Linked DNA regions of Macaca mulatta: region 1 is linked to region 2. A link is a contact called in public Hi-C data. All regions are on one chromosome and are shown on one strand. Each heading gives the region's core, a stretch centred on a gene start, on an enhancer-like site or on the middle of the called end of the contact. The rest is flanking DNA. Distances are from core to core; before and after follow the strand shown. Region 1 holds the start of GFOD2 (Gfo/Idh/MocA-like oxidoreductase domain containing 2). Region 2 holds the start of C20H16orf86 (chromosome 20 C16orf86 homolog).

What was found. Hi-C and Micro-C count contacts between places; a contact is called where the count stands out from the background.
Region 1: a Hi-C map of blood shows a contact between it and region 2, with 4 times the contacts expected there. The contact joins the promoter of GFOD2 here to the promoter of C20H16orf86 in region 2. A contact is called at or near these places in 2 of 14 Hi-C or Micro-C datasets (blood and liver).

Annotation. Positions count from the first base shown.
Region 1 is chr20:63,278,940-63,286,782 of T2T-MMU8v2.0, reverse strand. It overlaps GFOD2 (Gfo/Idh/MocA-like oxidoreductase domain containing 2), which reads left to right and starts at 2,397. Exons shown (of 3, transcript NM_001260710.1): 1 at 2,397-2,540.
Region 2 is chr20:63,218,382-63,226,125 of T2T-MMU8v2.0, reverse strand. It overlaps C20H16orf86 (chromosome 20 C16orf86 homolog), which reads right to left and starts at 3,404. Exons shown (of 4, transcript XM_001093031.5): 1 at 3,146-3,404; 2 at 2,691-2,920; 3 at 2,139-2,359; 4 at 1,485-2,043. The coding sequence starts at 3,247. The coding sequence ends at 1,640. It overlaps ENKD1 (enkurin domain containing 1), which reads left to right and starts at 3,454. Exons shown (of 7, transcript NM_001193959.2): 1 at 3,454-3,860; 2 at 3,951-4,145; 3 at 5,319-5,491; 4 at 6,756-6,881; 5 at 6,998-7,161; 6 at 7,264-7,400; 7 at 7,499-7,744. The coding sequence starts at 3,776. The coding sequence ends at 7,659.

The sequences.
Region 1 (7,843 bases), core at 1,148-3,647, 62 kb before region 2:
CTTCTCCCAACAAAAATAAGATATTAAGAATACATTCCAGAGCCAGGTGCAGTGGCTCACACCTGTAATCTCAGCACTTTGGGAGGTCGAGGCGAGCAGATCACCTGAGGTCAGGAGTTTGAGACCAGCCTAGCCAACATGGTGAAACCCCATCTCTACTAAAAGTACACAAATTTGCCGGGCGTGGTGGCGGGCTCCTGTAATCCCAGCTACTAGGGAGGCTGAGGCAGGAGAATTGCTTGAACCTGAGAGGCAAAGGTTTCAGTGAGCCAAGATCGCACCACTGCACTCCACCCTGGGTGACAAGAGCAAAACCCCATCTCAAACAACAACAACAACAACAAAACATTCCAGGGCCAGGTGCAGTGGCTCATGCCTGTAATCCCAGCACGTTGGGAGACCAAGGCAGGAGGATCGCTTGACCCCAGGAATTCGAGGCCAATCTGGGCAACATAGTGAGACCCTGTCTCTACAAAAAATGGAAAAAATTAGACATGTTGGTGTGTGCCTGTGGCCCCAGCTTCTCAGGAGGCTGAGGCTGGAGGATTGCTTGAGCCTGGGTGGTTGAGGTTGCAGTGAGCCATGATCGAGCCACTGTACTCCAGCCTGGATGACAGAGCAAGGCCCTGTCTGGAAAAAAAAAAAATTCTAAATATTATTCTCCTCAAATATTGCACAGTCAGAAAGTTTTCTGAGCATACCTCTTTTGAGAGTTGTTGTTTTTGGGGTGGTTTTTTTTGAGACAAAATCTTGCTGGGTGCAGTGGCTCACGCCTGTAATCCCAGCACTTTGGGAGGCCGAGGCGGGTGGATCATGAGGCCAGGAGATCCAGACCACGGTGAAACCCCATCTCTACTAAAAATACAAAAAAAAAAAAAAAAATTACCCAGGTGTGGTGGTGGGCGCCTGTAGTCCCAGCTACTCGGGAGGCTGAGGCAGGAGAATGGCGTGAACTCGGGAGGCGGAGCTTGCTGTGAGCCGAGATGACGCCACTGCACTCCAGCCTTGGTGACACAGTGAGACTCCATCTCAAAAAAAAAAAAAAAAAAAGAATGCTCTTAGGGAAGAGGTAGCATAGAGGGGAAAATGTGGGTTTTACATTAAGCATAAAGTCCTGGTTCTATATAAATAAAGCCAGAGTAGGCTCACTTTCCTCTAGACTAGTGGTTCTCAACTGGGAATGATTTTGCTCCCAGGGAGACACTTGGCAATGTCTGGAGATTTTTTGGTAGTCACAACTGGGCTTGGGGTGCTACTGGCATCTACTGGGTAGAGCCAGGGATGCTGCCAAACATCCTACAATGCAGACAGCTCCCCCCATCCCTGCCCAACAAAGAATTATCAGGTCCAAAATGTCAGTAGTGCCATTGTTGAGAAATCCTACTCAAGAAGAGTGGAACTCTGAACAATGACTAAGAAACAGATCAAACAGGCACATTTTGACTCTGCCTCCCTTCCGCCTGGCTCTTGAGGATCCAGGAGAGAAAGGATAAAACACCATTAGAAGAGGGGGGGTTTAGGGGTTACAACTTATCACTCGGGGAGCCTTCCATGCTGACAGGTGGTAGGAGTCCTGTCTCCTCCGCTCAAAGCAGGCATAGCTCTACTGCTAGTTAGCATATCTTAGTAGGAACTGCCTCACGCTTAGGTCAGCTGACATATTCTGTCATCACAGGCTGCTCTGGAATGATGGCTGGGAGACCATCCTAATGCCAGCTGAGTGGGGATCTTGATACTCAGCAGGAGGGTCAGACAAGCAGGGATGGGGGCTCCCCATGCAGATACAAACCCCAATCACATTTCCTACACAGCCAGTTTTATTCTAAGATCTACCGGCTTCCTTACTCTAGCGGACAGTCTTCTATTTACTTTGGTGGGGCATAGGCTTCAGTAAAGAGGCCAAGGGGACTGAGGTCACAATCCTGAAGAGCACTGATATTTAAAGAACAATCAAAAAACATCCAGAGGAAGAGGAGCCCAGATAGGCACCTGAGAAAACGGAAAAACGAGTCACTGGGAGTCAGGAAGCCAGGAAGTCCGACGAGTTCGAGAGAACTGGCCTTCTGCAGATATGTCGTTGTCCAACAAGAAATCGTCTTTCATTCCAGGACCACCAAGGCTAACCACAGCTCCCAAAACCTGGTTCTTGACGCCGGTCAGCGGACCGGAGAGAAGCCAAGCTTAGGAAACCGCTGGCTCCGCCGCCTCCGCCGCCGGAAATGAACGACGTGAGCCTCCTAGCCAGGCTGCTTAACCTCCGCCCCCAACCTGCGAGCATGCGCAGTTCCCCGCTACGGCCCCTCCCAGCGTAGGCCCACTCCCGTTATAGAGCATGCGCAGTCCTTATGCCGTCCCGCCCCTCCCTTTCCAGAGCCCCCCGTTCCTTAGAAACCAGGCGGCGCGTTCCGGGTGGCGGCGCCCTGGACTCCCGGGCCCGCGCATCCCCGCCAGCCTTCCTTAAAGCGGATGGGTGGCTGCCGAGACCCCCCGGGACCCATGGTCTCCAGTGCAGCGCGGAGTGGGCGATGCCAGCGTGCCAGGTGAGAGGCGGCCAGCGGCGGCGGGTGAGGGCGAAGGAGGGCATGGCGCGGCCGGGAGCTGGCGGCGACAGGGCCTCCTCCGAGGCCCGGCGCCGGAGGTTGGAGGCGTGGACCCGCAGAGCCGGGGCTGGAGGGGGCTCGTTCCAACTGCCTGCAGGCGGGCGGAGTGAAGGGTCGCCTTGGGGTTCGCCCTTTCCACCGCAGAAATAGGACCCGCAGGCTTGGTGGTAGAATTATAGGATTTGGGATCCTGGAAGAACCTGAGACATAATCCATCCTTTACCAGATGCAAAAACCTAGTCTCCCCTGCCCTGTGCCTAGCCGACCTCCTGCCTGTGTTAGGATGGACGCTTTGTGGATGAGGATGTGTGTGAGGTGTAGAAGCTTGGGACAAAGGGCTCGTGGGGTAGCTAGTTCATCCCCTTTCAGAATGATATGGGACTTTTGGGGATAGATATTTAAGAAACGGGTTTTCAGTTGACAGGTGGAAGAAGGGACACCCCAGAAGGTGCGAGTGACTCTGCCAGCCCCCATATACCCTATGGCCATGTCTCAGTGGCCCTGGCCTACCTTTGTAGCTCTGGAAGGAAGCAGATGGACTTGAGACAAAAGGTGAAGTGAGGTATTCCCATCAAGGCCCTATCACACTTAAAAGGTGAGGGAGGAAGAGTGGACAGGAACATGAGGGCTTGGGAATGATTGTGTGAAGAGTTTATCCTCCAGACTACAGCACGATCTAAAGAGCAAGGCAGGGTAGAAGAGTTGAAAGCTGCATTGGATAGGCATCAAGGAAGCTTATTTAACTGTCTTATTTATGTTCATTGTTCCCATAATGTCATCCTGAGGGCAAGAAAGTGGATGCCCTTTTAAATGTCCAAAAAGAACTGGGGCAGGGCACCACCTTTGTGATCTGTGGGGCCCAAAAGCCTCTAAAGGAATAGCCCTTAGTGTGTGGCCCTTAAGTTGAAGGGAACAGTATTTAATTTAGAAAAGGAAGACACTTAAATTTATTGTGATACGGAGCAATATAGAGAAGATGGTTTTCTTTGAGTCGGGGAAGCTATATTCATTCTTGATAAGGAAACTTACTTCCTTCTGAAAAGCTACACTAGAGAACAAAAGAATTTTAAGGCCATCTATTTTACAGAAATCGTGAAAAAATTAACTGCTTTTGGGATTGGGAGTTTAGAGAACCTGCCTGGACCAAGAGAGGAAAATTTTCAACAGACGCTTCTGTTGGTCGATTCCTTATTTCACAGATAAAGATCCTATTGTGAGAGGTTTTCTCTTACCACCTGGTTTTCCCACTTTTGCTATGGAATAATCATTGGTTTGGGTTTGTTTATTTATTTATTTATTGAGACGGAGTCTCTGTCACCCATGCTGGAGTGCAGTGGTGCAATCTCAGCTCACTGCAACCTCCGTCTCCCAGGTTCAAGCGATTCTCCGGCCTCAGCCTCCCAAGTAGCTGGGACTACAGGCATGTACCACCATGCCCAGCTAATTTTTGTATGTTTAGTAGAGAAGGGGTTTCACATGTTGGCCAGACTGGTCTCGAACTCCTGACCTCAGATGATCTACCTGCCTCGGCCTCCCAAAGTGCTGAGATTACAGGTGTGAGCCACCACGCCCAGCCCTCATTTTTGTTTTTATTTGCTAGGGCAATTGATATCTGATTTCTATAGTAATACTAGAACACATTAGTAGTAGAACTAGGTATTTTTTAAAAAGCCTCTCCTGACCCAAAACTTAAAAATTAGAAGTATGTGATTTTTAAAAGATGGTCCCTGATTCTAATCATCAAAGCTTGTTTGTCCCTCGCTTGATAAAAACAAATTTTCTATTTACATTTGACTTTGCAGCAGGTTTTTCCCCTTGCCCTTATAAGAAGATAGATTGGAAGTATAATAATGTTAACAGGTGAAATCAGTTTAAAGAAGAAAGCTTTGGGCCGGGCGCAGTGGCTCATGCCTGTAATCCTAGCACTTTGAGAGGCCGAGGTGGGTGGATCATCTGAGGTCAGGAGTTTGAGACCAGCCTCACCAACATAATGAAACCCCATCTCTACTGAAAATACAAAATTAGCTGGGCATGGTGGTACACGTCTGTAATCCCAGCTACTTGGGACACTGAGGCAGGAGAATCGCTTGAACCTGGGAGGCAGAATTCGCAGTGAGCCGATACCGCGCCATTGCACTCCAGCCTGGATGACAAGAGCTAAACTCTGGTTCAAAAAAAAAAAGAAGAAAACTTTGTTTTGGCTTCATAATTTCAGCATCATACCATAACTATGGGTATTGTGACTGTGCTTTTTACTGACTTTTCTTGCACTTGTGGGGTTATTTTGTTTAAATACCTCAGGAGATATAATGGAGCATTATCAGAAGCAGATGTAACCTGTGTGGAAAATCAGTACTGTTAACCAAATTCTGTCAGAAAGACTTCATGAAAATCATTGTGTTCTGTGCAGAAACCTTCATTACTTTCAGGTTGACCCAGAGGAAGGTAAGACAAGGAGGCCAAAATCAAGTCAAGGTAAAATGGAAGGGAGCAGTTGCCATCTGTGGAACTGGATGGAGTGTGGGAGAGTGTTTTGAACTTGGGCCCAAATACTTTGAATGAGCTTTGGAGAGGGTACTGCTTAAATATGGCTGTGGTGTGCCCTGTGGATTTGTGTGCGTTTTCTGAACTCCAATCAGAAAAACACTTGTTTTCAGAGAAGGGTAGATTTACAGAGGACTCTCAAAAGTCCTGGTTGCTATGACAGTGAAACCTTTGACAAATAATTACTTAACTTCTATGCCATTTTCTGGAGCAACTGAGGGCAGTTATCATATCTGGCCTGTAATAAAGTAATCAACAGTGTTTGACAGGCCAACCGTGAGGAAACTACCAGATAAACCAGCAATGCTAACAGAAGCTACTTTCACTGAACTGATTTTCTAGTTTTCCCATAAGAGGAGAAATGGAATGGGGATGCAATGTCATCTGATGTTAGAAGTTGAAATGCAGAGGTTGGTGTTCAGAAAACACAGGAATCAGAGAGACCGCTAACTTAGAAATAGGAAAAGTGCCTTTCTGATGCCTGAAAAGTCACTCATGCATATTTTTTTTAAATGTTTATTCATTTTTGAGACAGGGTCTTGCTCTGTCACCAAGGCTGGAATACAGTGGCGTGATCACAGCTCACTGCAGCCTCTGACTCCTGGGCTCAAGTGATCCCCCCCACCTCAGCCTCCTGAGTAGCTGGGACCACAGGTGCATGTCACCATAGCCAGCTAATAAAAAAAAGTTTGTCTTTTTTTTTTTTTTTTTTAAGAGATGGGGGTCTCTATGACAGGGGGTCCAATTCTAGAACAAATCCACAATTGGAATTAGAGTACATCTAGGAAAGAATGGAATTGGAGATTTTGCTATTTTTGAGAACTTATATGCAGTTTAGCAATGGAACATTATCTTTCTTACATTCAAAAGTAGTAGGTTTATATTAGCAAACTTAAAAGTAAACTGAAATTTGGAGTCTAAAAGTCCTTATGGAAAATTTAAATGGCAGGTGTTTTAAAAATTGAGAATGAAAGATACTTGAAAAACTTGGGTTCATGAAAGTTAGAATGATAAGAGATACTGAGAAAAACATGAAAGCAGGAAGACTTCCCTATACTCTAACACCACCTTATAAGTTAGACATTGGGTCGGGAATGAGCTCACTAAAGTACCTTGTCTTCAAAGACGTAAGAAATGAAAATTTTCTCTCATAGTGATGTGAATAAACACTTAGAAAATATGGATTAGACTTTGGGAGGCTGAGGTGGGCAGATCACGAGATCAGGAGATTGAGACCATCCTGGCTAACACGGTGAAACCCCGTCTCTACTAAAAGTACAAAAAATTAGCTGGGTGTGGTGGCGGACACCTGTAGTCCCAGCTACTCTGGAGGCTGAGGCAGGAGAATGGCGTGAACCTGGAAGGCGGAGCTTGCAGTGAGCCGAGATTGAGCCACTGCACTCCAGCCTGGGTGACAGAGCGAGACTCCGTCTCAAAAAAAAAAAAAAAAGAAAATATGGATTAGAGCCAGGCGCAATGGCTCACGCCTGTAATCCCAGCACTTTGGGAGGCCAAGGCGGGTGGATCGCCTGAGGTCAGGAGTTGGAGACCAGCCTGGCCAACATAGTGAAACCCTGTCTCTACTAAAAATACAAAAAATTAGCTGGGTATCCTGGCGGGTCCTTGTGATCCCAGCTACTAGGGAGGCTGAGGCAGGAGAATCGCTTGAACCCAGGAGGCAGAGGTTGCAGTGAGCCAAGATCATGCCGTTGCACTCCAGCCTGGGCAACAAGAGCAAAAGTATGTCTCAAAAACAAACAAACAAACAAAAAGCAAATATGGATTAAACATTAAGAAGGAAGAGTTGAGTATTTCCACGTTACTTAGTACACTTAAACCCTATCCTTAAGCACTTGTTTGCTAGCTCCTGCTCTTAGAAAGGGAGTTGCAAGTGGTGTTTTTGTCCAAAGTACTGTCATTTCTCAAGGTAGCCGGTGATAAAATGTATATACTCTTTGGGACCCTGGATAGTCTTGAAATTCATGGGAACATAGCTCACTCTCTCTGCCACCTCTCTAAGTCGTTCCCAAGAGCTTCTGTAAAGATTTCTATCAATCCTCTATTTGATCCAAATCCAAGGATTTGGAATGAAGGCTGTGAGAAATGGGAACTGGGTATTTAGTGTGGTCTTCCTTTCTGACCTGGGATAACTGCTTCTCTCAAATTGTCAGCTCTCAATTTCTCATGAGACTAGATAACCCCAAAATAGAACCCAGAACACTTCTACTTGGCTTTGAGATTCTACTGTATCACTTTATAACCTCAAAATCTTCATCATTTACTTTCACAATTGTATTTTACTTAGGATGATAACCTTAGGCAAATCGTGTAATTTCTGGATCATAATTTTTTTTGAGACAGTGTTTCTATCTCCCAGGCTGGAGTGTATTAGCACAATCGCGGCTCACTGCAGTGTCCACCTCCTGGGTTCAAGCGATTCTTGTGCCTCAGCCTCCCGAGTAGCTGGGATTACAGGTGTGCGCCTTCATGCCTGGCTAATTTTTGTATTTTTAGTAGAGACGGGGGTTTTGTCATGTTGGCCAGGCTGGTCTTGAACTCCTGGCCTCAGTGATCTGCTCACCTCAACCTCCCAAAGTGCTGGGATTACAGGTGGGGGAGCGACCCTGACTGGCCACTAGACCATAATTTCTTAACCTGTATAACAGGAAGCAAAATGAAAATGTCGTAAATGTGTAACA
Region 2 (7,744 bases), core at 2,155-4,654:
CCAGGCCATATTCCAGGGAACCTACACATGACTGTGTCCTCGGGATGACCTCAGCCTTTCAGATTCCGGCATGTCCCTCTCTGCAACTTCCTCCACCCTCACTTCGGTCTCATCACCTTGGTGCCTTTTAGGGGGCCCTCTGGCTTGGTGGATGTGATGCAATGAGATGTGCCCTTAGGGAGCTCACAATCTAGCCCTGAAGACAGTTAAAACCCACATGATAGTAGTATGTAGGTGTTACAATGCAGGGCAACATGGCATGCTGTCTGCCTCCCCAGGAAGCAGGGTTTTCAAAGGTGTATGTGCACTAGCCAGGGGGAGAGGTGGGAATAAAGGCATTTTAGGCAGAGGAAACCCCACATGCACAGAGTAAAGGGAGGAAAAGGTGTAACTGCTCAGGGAATTACAGGAAGCCACTGAGTTCTAAGGTAGCTGGGGCAAGAGAAGGGGAATCCCAAGGGGGAGTGACACCATCAGGGGCTCAGGTGTGTGTGTCGCAGGGCCACTGGATGGATCTGTGGGCCAAGGGACGACAGGCAGGGAGACCAGTGAGGCTGTCACCTGGAGATGACAGTGGTCCAGGCAACGGTGCTGACTGTGGGGTCCGAGAGGTTCTCAGCCTGAAAGGGTATGTTCACTGGCCTCAATGTCTGCTTAGCTTGTAGGAATCAGGGGGCAAAGAACAGGATGGAGTCTGGGGTGACATCCAAGATTCTAGCTTAAACAGTTGCGCAGATGAGATACAGGAGGAAAAGCCAGTTGGAGGGAGGGGAAATTATCCATGAACTTGAAATTCCCTGTGTCTGTTTGTGGTGTCCAAGGAACACACAGGAGGCCCAGGATGTGCAGTTTCCAAAATGGCCAACACTGGCTGGCTCTGGCAGCAGAGATCCCTGCCGGTTGGACACAGTTGTCATCCAGTGGCTTGGCCTCAGGGCCCCAGATGCACTTACTGCCCCTGCCCACCCCTGCCTGTCAGGAAAACATCACTGATGCCCTGTCACCTGTGACCAGGGGCTACTCCATGGACAAGGTCCGGTCCAGCTATGGTCTGGCAATGAGTGGAAAACATCCCAAAGCTGTCACTCCGGCGACAGGCAAAAGAACTCTGAGCTACCTCCTAGGAGGATCCCAAGTTTTGATCCCCTCAAGGTGAAACCAAATGCAGGCCCTTCCCCAGGAGACAAAGAGTAGGGCCAAACACCTGCTTCCCATGACCCTACAGACCCTTTCTTTCCTCTGCTCCAAGTTCCTCCTTCTCACTTCCCTCTTCATCACCCAGTTAGCCGCCTGACCCTCAGATTCACCTAAACACACAGTACCAGGTCCACCCCAATTCAGTGAGGCATGGGGTGGCACAAAGGCATCTGTCATTGTCAAAGTCTCAGGAGATGCAGATGACCATTCAGGCCTCAAACCCTGCACTGTTGAGTCCTCCATCCTCTTTCCCAGTTCAGGAAACCTATCCGGGGAATCACAAAGTCTTTGAAAAAGAAAAATATTTATTTTCAGCAAGCCCAAAGTCCCAAGTGGGGGCAGGTGCCAAATTTGCCCCCTCCACCAGAGGGCCTAGGCCCACAGGAAGCCTGAAGCCAAATTCAGGCATGGAAGGAGGGGAGCCACCAGTGGGGCGGGACAGTCACTTGTACTGAGGAGAGAGCGGGGGGACAAGCGGAGCAGTGCAGACACTCAGCATCTTGTCGATGTCCACCTGGGTTGACTTATCCACCTCAGCCTTGTGGTGGTCACTCACCCCCAAGCTGGGCAAGCCCCCAGCCTCCTCTCCAGCCTCCTCTCCGAGGGGAGCCAGAGCATGGATGGGGGTCACTAATGGACTGGGACAGGGCAAAGCGAGGCCTGGGCCCAGCTCACCTGCCAAGGGCAGCAAGGCCTGCAGTTGCTCCACACCTGCCTCCTTGGGAACCAGGGCCAGCTCTGCCTCTGCCTCCACCTCGGCCTCCCCGTCCCCCTCCCCTGCCTGGTTCAGCTCGGGGTTGCAATAGTTGATGTACTGGTACAGGGGCCGCAGGCGCTGGGCCTTTCCTGCAAAGACCCAGGGCAGGGCAGAGGCTAGAGCGCCAGGTTGTGCCATGTCAGGCCCCACAGGGAGAAGGAACAGCCCAGGGACTGCCACTCACGCTCCAGCCCCAATGTCTCTAAGGGTGCAGACACCGTGCTGGCCACAGCGTGGAGCACGGGAGCCCCCAGGCTCTTGCGCTTCTTGGCTTTTTTGTGCTGTTTGGCAGATGGTGAGGGCTCACTCTGGCCGCCCTCTGGCTCCTCCTCCTGCAGCGGCAGCCTGGGTGGCAGCTCAGCTTCAGCCTTGGGATGGGCACGAAGGCCCGGGAGGCTGAGGGACCTGAGCCAGGGACAAGAGACCTGACCCAGGGAATACCCCAGCCTGCCCACCGCCCCAGGACTCGACGCCTGCCCCTTTCCTGGTCGATGAGGCCCCAGGCCCAAGAGGCTTAGAGGCCAGTGAGCCCAGTGCCCTACAAACCCTGAAGCTCCCACTCTCCTGCTGCTCCCTACATGGGGGCTCTGGAAGAACGGGAGAGGAGAGTGATGGTAGTGACAGGGGACAAGAATCCTTCCTGCAGGAGTGCAGGAATCAGGAATGCTACTGGGGTGTGTGCCCCAACCCCGGGCCTGCAGCTCCTTCCCCTCCTCCTCCCCCAGAGCCCCCTCACTTGACAGGCTTTCTCTTTGGACCATGACGGGGCCTCACAATGGAGACCACGGGCCTGGGGCCTCTCTCCTCTAGCGCCCCGGCTTCCGGCTTGGGCCTCTCCTCCTCCAGCTTGGGTCCTTCCTCCTGGAGCTCCAGCTCCGAAGCTGCGCCTGCTGGGCGCTGGTCTTCACCCTGGGTTCCGCGGGCCTCATGGGCTGGCACCAGGAAATGTTCTTCCGCCACTGGACACTAGAGGTGACACACAGGCCATCGGTCACCATGGTCGGGCAAAGGACATAGGGATCCGTCACTGAACACCTAACATTAGACACCGAAACGGGAATAAGGACACCAGCCTGTGCCCCTCCCCGCCTGGAGGGCCCAGCCTGGCAGTTAGCGGGTCGGGGCGCTCAGAGTTCCGCCTCTCAGAGTGCTGCGGCCCCCTGTTTGAAGGTTAAACAGCCTGACGGTCACCTCGGAGGTCTCAGCGCTGCCGGGGTCCTCCGCGAGCTGTCCCTGCCCCACTACCGTAGCCTCCTGGACCCCCGGCCGCCTCTCCGCCCCTGCCGAGGCCATGGCTGCGCAGGCTCAGTGCATCCTCCACAGCTGCTTGGGGAGGGCCCCGAGCGGCTGGATGGTGGCCCCGCGCTGACCCTGGAGACGGGCCAGCAAGCGAGGGCAGAGCTGGGAAGCGAAACCCGCGACCGCGGAGCCCACACTCAGCGGAAACTACAAGCCCCAGGACGCTTTGCGCCAGGGTCAGTGGGCCCTGACCCCGGGGACGGAAGCCACGGTTGCCCGGCAACAACAACTCCCGTCGGGTGGCAGCGGCTGGCGGCAAAACCTCTCGAGTGAGCCCCTGCCCAAGTGCCGCGGGGGAGAGGCCGCGAGCGGGACCGAGAAGTGGGCTGGGGGGAGAGGTCGCGGAGGCGGCGAGCGAGGCCGGGGCCCAGGCAGGGACCGGCAGGGGCCCGGGAGTGACGGGCACGCCAGGGTCAGGGTCCTAGGCGAGGGAGGAGGCCCGGGGTTGGGGAAGGGGGCCCGGGGAGGGAGGTGCACAGCCCTGCAGGCCTCGGGGCACCGTTGCTGGGCGGTGCCGGCGGCATGTGCGAGGGCCCGTCCCGCATCTCGGGGCCCATCCCCCCAGACCCGACGCTCTGCCCTGACTACTACCGGCGGCCGGCCTCGGGTGAGTCCGGGGGCTTGGCGGTGGTGCTAGGCTCAGGGGTCGGCCCCGGCTCCACCTGAGTCCTGGACTCCGCCCGGCTCCGCCCCACAGCTCAAGGGCGCCTCGAGGGAAACGCGCTGAAGCTGGACTTGCTGACCTCGGACCGGGCCCTGGACGCCACCGCTCCCTGTGGCCCCCGCATCGGTCCCGGTGCCCGAGAGATCCTGGAGCGCGGCCGGCGCGGCGTCGGGGACGTGCTGTTGCAACTCGAGGGGATCTCCCTAGGTCCTGGGGCCTCTCTTAAGAGTAAGTCCCAGGAATGGAAGAAGGGGCAGAGAGGCAATGCGGGGTGGAAAGAGATCAAAAGCAGCTGCTCTTTCCGCCCTGACCTGGGCCCAGGCTTTGCATCTCTTGAGTCTCAGTTTCCCCAACTATAAAAGGGGGAGAAATGTGCTACCTTCTCGAAGGAAGTGAACTGAATAAGGTAGTTCCCACGAAGCCCTAGCTCTGCTTCGTGCATTTATTTTATTTATTTATTTATTTATTTATTTATTTTTATTTTTTGAGACGGAGTCTCGCTCTGTCGCCCAGGCTGGAGTGCAGTGGCCGGATCTCAGCTCACTGCAAGCTCCGCCTCCCGGGTTCACGCCATTCTCCTGCCTCAGCCTCCCGAGTAGCTGGGACTACAGGCGCCCGCCACCATGCCCAGCTAAGTTTTTGTATTTTTAGTAGAGACGGGGTTTCACCGTGTTAGCTAGGATGGTCTCGATCTCCTGACCTCGTGATCCGCCCGTTTCGGCCTCCCAAAGTGCTGGGATTAGAGGCTTGAGCCACCGCGCCCAGCCTGCTCGTGCATTTATTACCCGTCAAATTTGTTTGTTGAGTGCCCACTGTGTGCCAGGCCATATAGGTGCTAGAACACAGGGTTGAAGATAAGCATGAGCCATCACTGAGTCAAGGTGGGAGACAAAGAACAAGAGATGAATGTCATATATGAGATGATCTATGGTATACTTCACTATAATAATGGAGAAAATCACCCGGATGCAGTGGCTCACTCCTGGAATCCCAGCACTTTGGGAGGCCCAGGCAGGCGGATCACTTGAGCCCAGGAGATGGAAACCAGCCTGGCCAACATGGTGAAACCCCATCTCTACAAAAAATACAAAAATTAGCCTGGCGTGGTGGCGTGTGTCTGTAATCCCAGCTACTCAGCAGGCTGAAGTGGGAGGATCCCTTGAGCTGGGGAGGTCAAGGCTGCAGTGAGCTGTGATCGTGCCGCTGTACTCCAGCCTGGGTGACAGAGCGAGACACTGTCTCAAATAGTAATAATAATAATGGAGACAGTCATCCTGAAATACTACATGAGGAAGGGAACTCTTTCTGTAGGAGGCAGGGGGCAGGCCTGTGTGTGAACTAGTGGAAGTTGGATTGTGTGGGCCCTATGTAGGGCAGAGACTGGTGGCATCTTTTCTCCAGGGAAGGACCCTAAAGACCATGAGAAGGAGAACCTGAGGCGGATCAGGGAGATTCAGAAGCGCTTCAGAGAACAGGAGCGCAGCCGAGAGCATGGACAGCCCAGGCCCCTGAAAGCTCTGTGGCGCTCACCCAAGTACGATAAGGTGGAGTCCCAGGTCAAGGCCCAGCTCCAGGTACCTGCTCCAGGGAGCCAGAAGTATTATCCTTTTTGTTGGCCAACAGGCAGCTATACCCTGATCCGAGTTCTGGGGAGGGAGGGAACTAAGAGACCCTGGCTCTGCTGCAGGGCGAGGCTGGGGGGCTTCTCAGAAGTGGTGATGGCGGGGCTGATCCTCAGGGGCAAGCAGCAGTTAGTCAAGGGGACAGCAGAGGAGAACATTCCCAAAAGATGGAAACTCACAGACCACAGGGCACGCAGCAGTGGAGATGCCAGGTGTACAGTTCACTGTGAGGAAAGAAAGGCGTGAAGTTAGGCCAAGAAGTCAGCTGGGCCCACATCAGGGGCCACAAAAGCCACTTTTCAGTCCTTATTTCTGAGGACAGTGGGAAGGGCAGGGGTATGGTGGGGGGCTCTGTCTCGGGTAGAGAGTAGCACCATCTTTCCATCCAGGGACTCAGCAGGAGGAGCAGGAGTGAGAGGAAAGGCAAGGTCACACAAATGTGTCTGGGCTGAAGCATCTGTGGGGCTCCCAGGGGGTGGGAGTGTATCCAGGAAGCAGATGGAAATTCAGGCCTGGATCTCAGGAGTGAGACCCAGGAGTTATTGACGATCAGGTTGAGGACAACGAGACCAAGGAAGTGACCGCCTGGATTTGAGGACTTGGAGGCCAGCCGTCAGGAACGTTGCGGGGCTAGAGCCAGGAAGCTTGGCTAGGAAGGATGAAAGAGAGTGGTAGGTGGGCCAGTACTGAGGTGGAAGGAGAGATGGTTTGTTGTTTTCTTTTTTTTTTTTTTTTTTGAGACTGAGTCTGGCTCTGTCGCCCAGGCTGGAGTGCAGTGGCCGGATCTCAGCTCACTGCAAGCTCTGCCTCCCGGGTTTTTTTTTTTTACGCCATTCTCCTGCCTCAGCCTCCCGAGTAGCTGGGACCACAGGCGCCCGCCACTTCGCCCGGCTAGTTTTTTGTATTTTTTAGTAGAGATGGGGTTTCACCGTGTTAGCCAGGATGGTCTCGATCTCCTGACCTCGTGATCCGCCCGTCTCGGCCTCCCAAAGTGCTGGGATTACAGGCTTGAGCCACCGCGCCCGGCCTGTTGTTTTCTTAAAAATGTGACGTACTCACACGTTTGTGTGCTGATGAGGACAACTGTCTCTTGAAGAGGGAAGAGGGCCCGAGGGACACGGATGCAAAGGTCAGAAGGGCCAAGAGGGCCAGGGTTTTGCAGCTTGAGCCCCAGACCTCAGCCTGCCTGGTCTCTCTGCTGTGCCCTGCCCTCCAGGAGCCTGGCCCTGCCTTTGGGACAGAGTCTGCACACTTCCTGCGGGCGCACTCCCGCTGCGGCCCTGGCCTTCCACCACCCCGTGTACCTAGTCCCCAGCCAACACCACCAGGTCCCAAAGCTAAGGTGAGAGGATGTGTGGGGGCTGGATGGTGGCTGGGCAGGGTTCCTGGTGTGTGGTGGGGGTTCAGGGACACAACATAATGCTGTCTGCCCCCACCCACGCTTGCTGTGTCCTGCAGGAGCCAGGCCTGGGGGTGGACTTCATTCGTCACAATGCACGAGCTGCGAAGAGGGCCCCCCGGAGGCATTCCTGCTCGCTGCAGGTCCTGGCACAAGTGCTAGAGCAGCAGCGGCAGGCCCAGGAGCACTACAATGCCACACAGAAGGGCCATGTGCCGCATTAGTAGGTCTCACTGCCTGACACTCAGGGTGAGGGAGACACCTGTGGAGGGCGGGAACCAACCTCTGCCCTGGGGTCATCAACCCTGAACCTGTGTACCCACAGCTTGTTGGAGCGCAGGGACCTGTGGCAGCGGGAGGCTGAGGCTCGCAAGCAGAGCCAGCCAGACCCTGCCATGCCCCCAGGCCACACGCTCATGCCTGAAAACCAGCGGCTGGAAACACTGACCAAGCTGCTCCAGAGTGAGTACCTGGGCAGGGAGGCTGGAGGGGGACCCCACTGGGGACCAGGCACCCCTGCCCAACACTCACTGTTCTCACTGTTCCCGGGCCCCCTGTAGGCCAGAGCCAGCTGCTGCGTGAGCTGGTGCTGCTGCCTGCCGGGGCAGACTCACTGAGGGCCCAGAGCCACCGTGCTGAGCTGGATCGGAAACTGGTGCAGGTAGAGGAGGCCATCAAGATCTTTTCTCGGCCCAAAGTCTTCGTGAAGATGGATACCTGAGCCCCTCTGAGGGACAGTGGCAGGGAGCTCCATGCTGAGGATCGCCACATGGCTGCAAAGGACAGAGTCGGACCCAATCCCAGAG